2 separate regions of the Hordeum vulgare genome follow, and region 1 is linked to region 2. The links are chromatin contacts, called in public Hi-C maps. All regions are on one chromosome and are shown on one strand. The core of a region is the stretch at or near the end of the contact, and the rest is flanking DNA. Distances in the headings are between cores, read along the strand shown. Region 1 holds the start of LOC123401300 (lipoyl synthase 1, chloroplastic-like). Region 2 holds the start of LOC123447376 (regulator of MON1-CCZ1 complex).

Region 1 (3,309 bases), core at 614-3,113, 400 kb after region 2:
TCATCCGAAGAGATTAATACTATTTTAAGAATGCAGCACTCTGGTAGTCACAGCAATGATCCTTACGTCGATGACTACTACCACCAAGCTTGTATAGCCAAAAGATCTGCCAACTCTCAGCAGAAGATGAATTTCTCCCCTGCGTCAATAAAAGACTCCCACTCAAAGTCTAGGTCTGGTGGTGATCAGCATTCATACCTAAAGGTTGATTCTCTTGGAAGAGTGTCATTCTCTTCCATACGTAGGCCTCGCCCTCTTCTTGAAGTTGATATTCTTTCATCTGGTGATGGTCACAAGTCATCTACGAGGCCACTGGAGAAAGAGCCAATGTTGGCAGCCAGAATTACCGTTGAGGATGGTATATGTCTTCTTCTAGATGTAAATGATATTGACCGCGTGTTACAGTCTAGCCAGGCACAGGACAGCAGCTTCCAGCTGAGGCGAAGGCGACAGGTCCTCCTTGAAGGTTTAGCTACATCACTTGAGCTTGTTGACCCTTTTGGCCCCAACAAACCTGGCAATTCATCAGGATTGGCTCCGACAGATGACCTTATTTTTCTCCGCATTGTTTCTCTCCCTAAAGGACGCAAACTTTTGGCACGGTATCTCCGACTTCTTGCACCCGGAAGTGAGCTGACCCGCATAGTTTGCATGGCTATCTTTCGGCATCTTAGGAGCTTGTTTGGGGGTTTGCCGTCAGATTCTGGTGCTGCAGAAACAACAGTTAGTCTTGCCAAGACCGTGTCATCTTGCGTGCATCACATGGAGCTCAGCGCCCTCAGCGCCTGCCTTGCGGCTGTTGTCTGCTCACCGCAACAGCCACCTCTGCGCCCTCTTGGCAGCTCTGCTGGCGACGGGGCTTCAGTAATCATCAAATCAGTACTGGATAGAGCAACTGAGCTACTGGCAGATCCCCATTCTGCAGCCAGCTACAGCAGGTCAACCCGTTCTCTTTGGCAGGCATCGTTCGATGCTTTCTTTGGACTTCTGACGAAATACTGCGACAGCAAGTATGGGAGTATTCTGCAGAGGTTCACCATGCAGGGATCCGACTCAATGGGCGGACCTGAAGCCTCGAAGGCCGTCAGCAGGGAGATGCCCGCCGAGCTGCTGCGTGCAAGCCTTCCACACACCAGCGAAGAACAACGCCAGATGCTTCTTGACTTTGCCCGGAAGTCTATGCCTGTGATCGGCTACAACCACTCGGGCGCGAGCGGCGGGCGTCCTGCTTCCGAACCTGTTCCCGGTTAAACTATGCGCCGCTTGTCTTTCAGGCAGTGATTAGGTGCCTCGCAGGATGTGTGCGAGCCTGGAGAAGTTCCATTGGCTCGGATCAAGTTTGACAGTGCCTAGGATGGAGATTATTAATTTTCTAGAACAAGCATTCTCCTTCGTGCGGGTGTATAATACCCCCGCCTGATGGTTATATATCCATGACAGATTGTCCGTGTATGTACCCTGTTGTAACTTGTGCAGTGATGGAGGAGATGGAAACCTAGTTTTAACCCTTATTTTCTCCGGTGAAAAACAAGGTTGTGGGTCGGATAGCAGTGGCCGTGCGAGTAGAGTTTCTACACTGTCTTGTGTTTGCTTCTTCTTGTGTGAGTGGTGGCAGTGTTGAAGCTCAGTTTGCTCCATCTACATGCATTGTGAGATTGATATGCATACATGCGTGAGATCCTTTGTTTGTGAGCTTCATGTGATTCGTGTCTTCTTCTCTCGTTGCCTACTGCTGTAGCATTCGTCAGGTTTCGTGTTATATTCTTTTGCGGTTGGCGCTGCAAAATCGGGCTTTTTGTTACTGGAAATTTGTGTATGCAGGTAATTTGGCACACCGCTATCATGTGCAGGCAAGAAAAGCAAATGACTGAAGATCGTATGAGCTTTGACAACAACAACGGCAGACTGCTGCTACTCACAGGTGAAAGCCTCGGCCGGCGACGGTCAGCTCCCCCGGATCTCGACGCGGAGCCGCCGTCGCCTTCTCCCCGCCTCCGACGCCGCGCGTCCAACACGGCACGGCGTTGGCCCCATCGCACCCACCACACACACACACACATAAGGTCAAGAGTCAAAGCTAGCTGCAACTGCAAGCCGGTGTCAGTTAAAAACACGGCGAGGCTTCGGAGCGACCACCGTCTCCCCGCGAGATACCCATCCTGCCCTCCGTGTCACCCCGTGCACTCCGCCTCCCTCCCAGGCGCCAGATCTCAGGGGCGAATCCGTCACACCCGAAACCCCTCTCCCCCCGCCGCTTCGGAACCATCGCCCCGCGCCGCGCTTACCACACAGCGGCACAGCGATGGCGCCCTAGGGTTCAATTCAACCGGCCTCGATCCCTCCGCGCGCCAACAATGCAGAGCTCGCTCGCCCGGCCTCCGCCCCCGCCTCCCCCGCCGCGGGCCCGGGGCTTCCTCGCTCGGCCCAGCCCGGCGCCGGCGGTGAGATGCCACGGCGGGTCGGCGGCGTCGTCGTCGTCGGCGTCGGGATGGGCCCCGCCGACGCCGTTCACGGGGAGGGACCCGGAGGCGAGGAAGCCGGCGTGGCTGCGGCAGCGGGCCGCGCAGGGGGACAAGTACGCCAGGCTCAGGGAGTCGCTCGGCGAGCTCAAGCTCAACACCGTCTGCGTCGAGGCCCAGTGCCCCAACATCGGAGAGGTACTTAGAATCGATCCGTCTTCTTGCCACGGAGCCGCCGTGCTCGTGGCTCGGGCCAACGTTTTCAGCGATTCGGTGATGATTTTGCATGCTGCAGTGCTGGAACGGGGGCGGCGGCGCCGGCGGGGAAGGGGACGGCATCGCCACCGCGACCATCATGCTCCTCGGCGACACCTGCACCCGGGGCTGTCGGTTCTGCGCCGTCAAGACCAGCAACAAGCCTGCGCCGCCGGACGCCCTCGAGCCTCTGAAAACAGCCGTCGCTGTTGCGAGTTGGGGGTACGGTCACTGACATGTATCGGCATGCTAAGAAGAAGATGGTAGTAGTACAAATTATCTGATAAACGGTGTTTCTTTGCAGAGTGGACTATGTTGTGCTGACAAGCGTCGACAGGGATGACATCCCTGATGGTGGAAGCGGCCATTTCGCCGAAACAGTAAGGGCTCTCAAGGTTTGTCCCTGACGCCTTAGCTTGCTGATTCAGTCGGTGAATCTACCATGTGATAGTTTTGGGGGCTTCTGTTCAGGAGTTGAAGCCTACAATACTGGTGGAGTGTCTGACCTCAGATTTTCGAGGCGACCTCGAGGCAGTCGCGTCTTTGGCAAACTCTGGCCTAGATGTGTATGCGCACAACATCGAAACTGTGAGGA
Region 2 (3,508 bases), core at 835-3,334:
CCCATACTCACTGCCACCCATTCCCCAAGGTCCGCTGCCCCCTGCATCACAAGAGTTGCTCTGGCGCATGAGGGTTGCCCTCCAGCACCAACACCGACCATTCCCTCATCCCCACTCTCTCAGTGGTCGCTATCTAATCCATTGCCCCCGCCATCATCCATGTTGCCGCAGCTATATTACCGCTGGATCCGCCTCCTAGCATCAACCAACATCTTTCTCACCCAGATCATCCCCCCCCCCCCCAATGTTCTTGACATGCCCAGATGACCTACCATCTCCACCGGGTCATCCCTTTAAGCCCCATGGGTGCAGAGAGCCACCATCCACTCCCAAAACCTCGCCAGCGGTGGTGGAAATGGCATAGTGTCGTAAGAGGAAGATGGACGGAGTACACAGCAGCAGTGGAACAAAAAAGGAAACAAGTAAGAGGAGGAACAAAAGTTGGTAGAGAAGTTGATTGTTGGCCAAAAAGAAAACAGTGATTTATTTAGAGCAACCGAAGGGCATTTCCAATTGAATTGGGTGCTTAATTGTACAGGTGAAAGTTGTAACAGTATGATGTGATACAACCAAACTATTTTCTTAGTAATGGAAAAGATTACCGCAGTTTGCATGCATTGTCTGAGTGCTAGAAACTCCTTAGAACACATATTATGTTCAATCTCAGGGACCTTTGCTGCTATGCATCTCCCATAATCTTTTGCCTGCATAGCATAGCTGATAAATAGAACACTCGCGACATAAAAAAAAAAGATCATAAGGTCATTGAGTATTCACTCATCTTCACCAAGCCAGTTAGCACTAGCAATTTGAATTGCATATGGTATCACTAGTACAGCAAGTTACACAACCCCTCAGCGTCAAATTATTTCTTTGGGGCGAATTGAGTGTAGCTCAGATGGTTATGTTCTTTGTGGTGGAACCAGCCCACCTAGGTTCAAGTCCTAGACTTGGCACGGGTGCTCGCATTTTCCTGAATTTATTCCAGGCTTTTCGGCGATGTTCATTCAATGGGAGACATGTTCTCATCGACTAAGATGTGCATGTGGTGACTTCATCTATCTCAAGACTGGCCGGCTCGGTCTCCCGGAGATGCTTATAAGGGTAGGGTGCGTTTGTGTGCGTTCATAGGAATGAGTGTATGTACGTCTTTGTGAGTGTCTAAGTACGTATTCTGTTTCTCAAAAAATAAAATGGGAATGTGTATGGATACTTTCAATTCACACTCACACTCCGACTTAGCTACCATTCATATGATGCCATCTGACTCAGTGTAACAACATGAAAAATCGGCAGCAAAAATTAGGGATAATAAATTGAAGTGCGCTTCTTAAATATAATCACCCAAGGGCAGAGTAGGGTGCCAACTAAGCAGCAGACATCCTCCTTGTGGCCCAAAATCAAAATCAGGACTAAGCTGACGCGCACACGGATCAGTACTACGTGGTACCTACCAGGTATAACAACAAGCAAAGAGACACCAATTGCAACAGTTTATCCATCACCCATCATGATCTTCCCAGCAGCAACAAACCAATCTGCGAGGGGAAACCTCACAAATCCACCAAATCTACCATGACCACTTGCTGCTGACCAAAAAAAACGACCACCACAAGCGCAATCTGATCCCCTATCCTGCACCGGCGTACAGCAACCTAGAGACCGCAGCAGGTAGGGTAATAACGAGCGAACCATCACACTTGTCGGCAGGTGAAAAGGGGGGTGTTAACGAGTGGACGGGCGAGCGAGCGGGCACCTGGGACGCGCAGGTGGCGAGGATCCGGGTCAACGCAGAGGGGGCCGCCGGCTTCCGTTCCTTCATCCAAACCCCGGCCAGATCACGCGACCATACCAGTGGGGAGAGGGGTAAACAGCAGCGGCAGCAGGGAAATTCGAGGGGGGCTTCGAGCTGGGGGGGCGGTCGAGCGAAGAGGGGTTGGGATTTGAGTCTCCTGGTTGGGGGTGGTGGTGGCGCGAGCTCGTACCGTCGTCTTCTTCACCGGCCGGTCCACGATGAGGCAGGGATGGAGAAGAAGGTCCGTCCGGGAGATGGATTCGCTAGCAGTCGAGATCGAAAAAATTCACGGCTCGGCTCGGCTCGGCGCGGTGTCTGGGCCTGGGCCTGGGCATGACGCTGGGCCGAATGATCCGCTGTACCAGGAATAGCCCGGCCTGAACCCGAAGCCCAATGGCCCTGAAAGCCTGAATTGCCTCCAAAAGGGTTTTATAAGAAAATATAGGTATGGTATGCTATATTGATGCATTCACCTAAAATACTTCAAATAATAGTATATTTTTAATATGAAAAGTGCAACCTTAGTTGTTTCGGGTCGGGTCGGGTCGAACTCAGGTTTTCGGGTTCGGGTCACACGACTTTGTACATCCAAAATAATGGAGATAAATATAATTACTCCCCCACACTATTATTTCCTCCGTTCTTAAATATAAGTCTTTATAGATATTTCATTAGAGGACTACATAAGGAGTAGAATGAGTGAATATACACTCTAAAATATGTCTATGTACATTCATATGTAATCTTTTAATGAAACCTTTAAAAAGACTTATATTTAGGAACGGAGGGAATAGGTTTCTGATAGATCCTCCTCCCTAATCTTCAGTTTTGTATCGGTACGAGACGTGCTACGAGCCATTAGATTTATTGCCATCGAAAGGCGCCCTCCATCATTTCAAGAGAGGTAATGTTTGCGACTTTTTTTTGCAAAATAGGTCATGTTGAAAAGAAAAACTTTTGCAACAGATGTTTTTCTTCAACATAGCATGTGGCGTGTGGGAGATGGTGTCGGTAGCTGCAGGACGTTCAGATGGCGGTGGCCACGCCCGAGGCAGACGGTGGTGGAAGATGGCTGGGCTGAGGACGGTAAAGACGAGAAGCACATGGGACATCGAATCACTCAGGGGCAACGATACCATGGTTGCGCCTGCTCCCTTGTGCGTGCAAGCATAGGAATGCGGGCTATGAAGAAAGTTGGAGGTAGTGGCTTGGTCGACGAAGGTGACCTCACCGACGGAGCGCGAGTTGCCGAGAGCGGTCGTCGTGATGCATGGCGACATGTTGTGCCTCTCCTCTCGCGGCGCTACTCACACGTCTCCAGTGTATCTTTTTTTTATTCCATGTTGTTATATTATTAATCTTGGATGCTTTATATGCAATAATGTGCTATTCTATATCACTTTTGGGGACTAACCTATTAACCCAGTGCCTACTGTTAGTTCCTGTTTTCCGTGTTTTTGACATATGAGAAAGTCAATACCAAACGGAGTCCAAACACGATGAAACTTTTTGGTAATTTTTCTGGACGATTTTGGACCCAGGAAGCTTCGGGAGGAGGCCACACGACGAACAAGGAGGCGACAATCCTGGAAGGTGCGCCCTAGGGGGTAGGGCGCACCCACCAGGCATGTGTCCCCCTCGCAATCCCCCCTTGCCTAATTTCACTTCTTTAAATCCCAAAATATTCCGAAGACACCATAAGAGCAACCACAA

Evidence for each region. A called contact is a pair of places that touch in the nucleus more often than the background predicts.
Region 1: a Hi-C map of leaf shows a contact between it and region 2, with 5 times the contacts expected there. The contact joins the promoter of LOC123401300 here to the promoter of LOC123447376 in region 2. A contact is called at or near these places in 3 of 6 Hi-C or Micro-C datasets (leaf and seedling) and 1 of 1 datasets of contacts at active chromatin or transcription factors (embryo).

The regions. Positions count from the first base shown.
Region 1 is chr1H:480,722,533-480,725,841 of MorexV3_pseudomolecules_assembly, forward strand. LOC123401300 (lipoyl synthase 1, chloroplastic-like) reads left to right here and starts at 1,864. Exons shown (of 8, transcript XM_045095078.1): 1 at 1,864-2,016; 2 at 2,121-2,657; 3 at 2,755-2,936; 4 at 3,019-3,109; 5 at 3,186-3,309. The coding sequence starts at 1,864. LOC123447445 (protein PAT1 homolog 1-like) reads left to right here. Exons shown (of 5, transcript XM_045124050.1): 5 at 1-1,692. The coding sequence ends at 1,251.
Region 2 is chr1H:480,323,740-480,327,247 of MorexV3_pseudomolecules_assembly, forward strand. It overlaps LOC123447376 (regulator of MON1-CCZ1 complex), which reads right to left and starts at 2,085. Exons shown (of 14, transcript XM_045123983.1): 1 at 1,757-2,085; 2 at 603-704.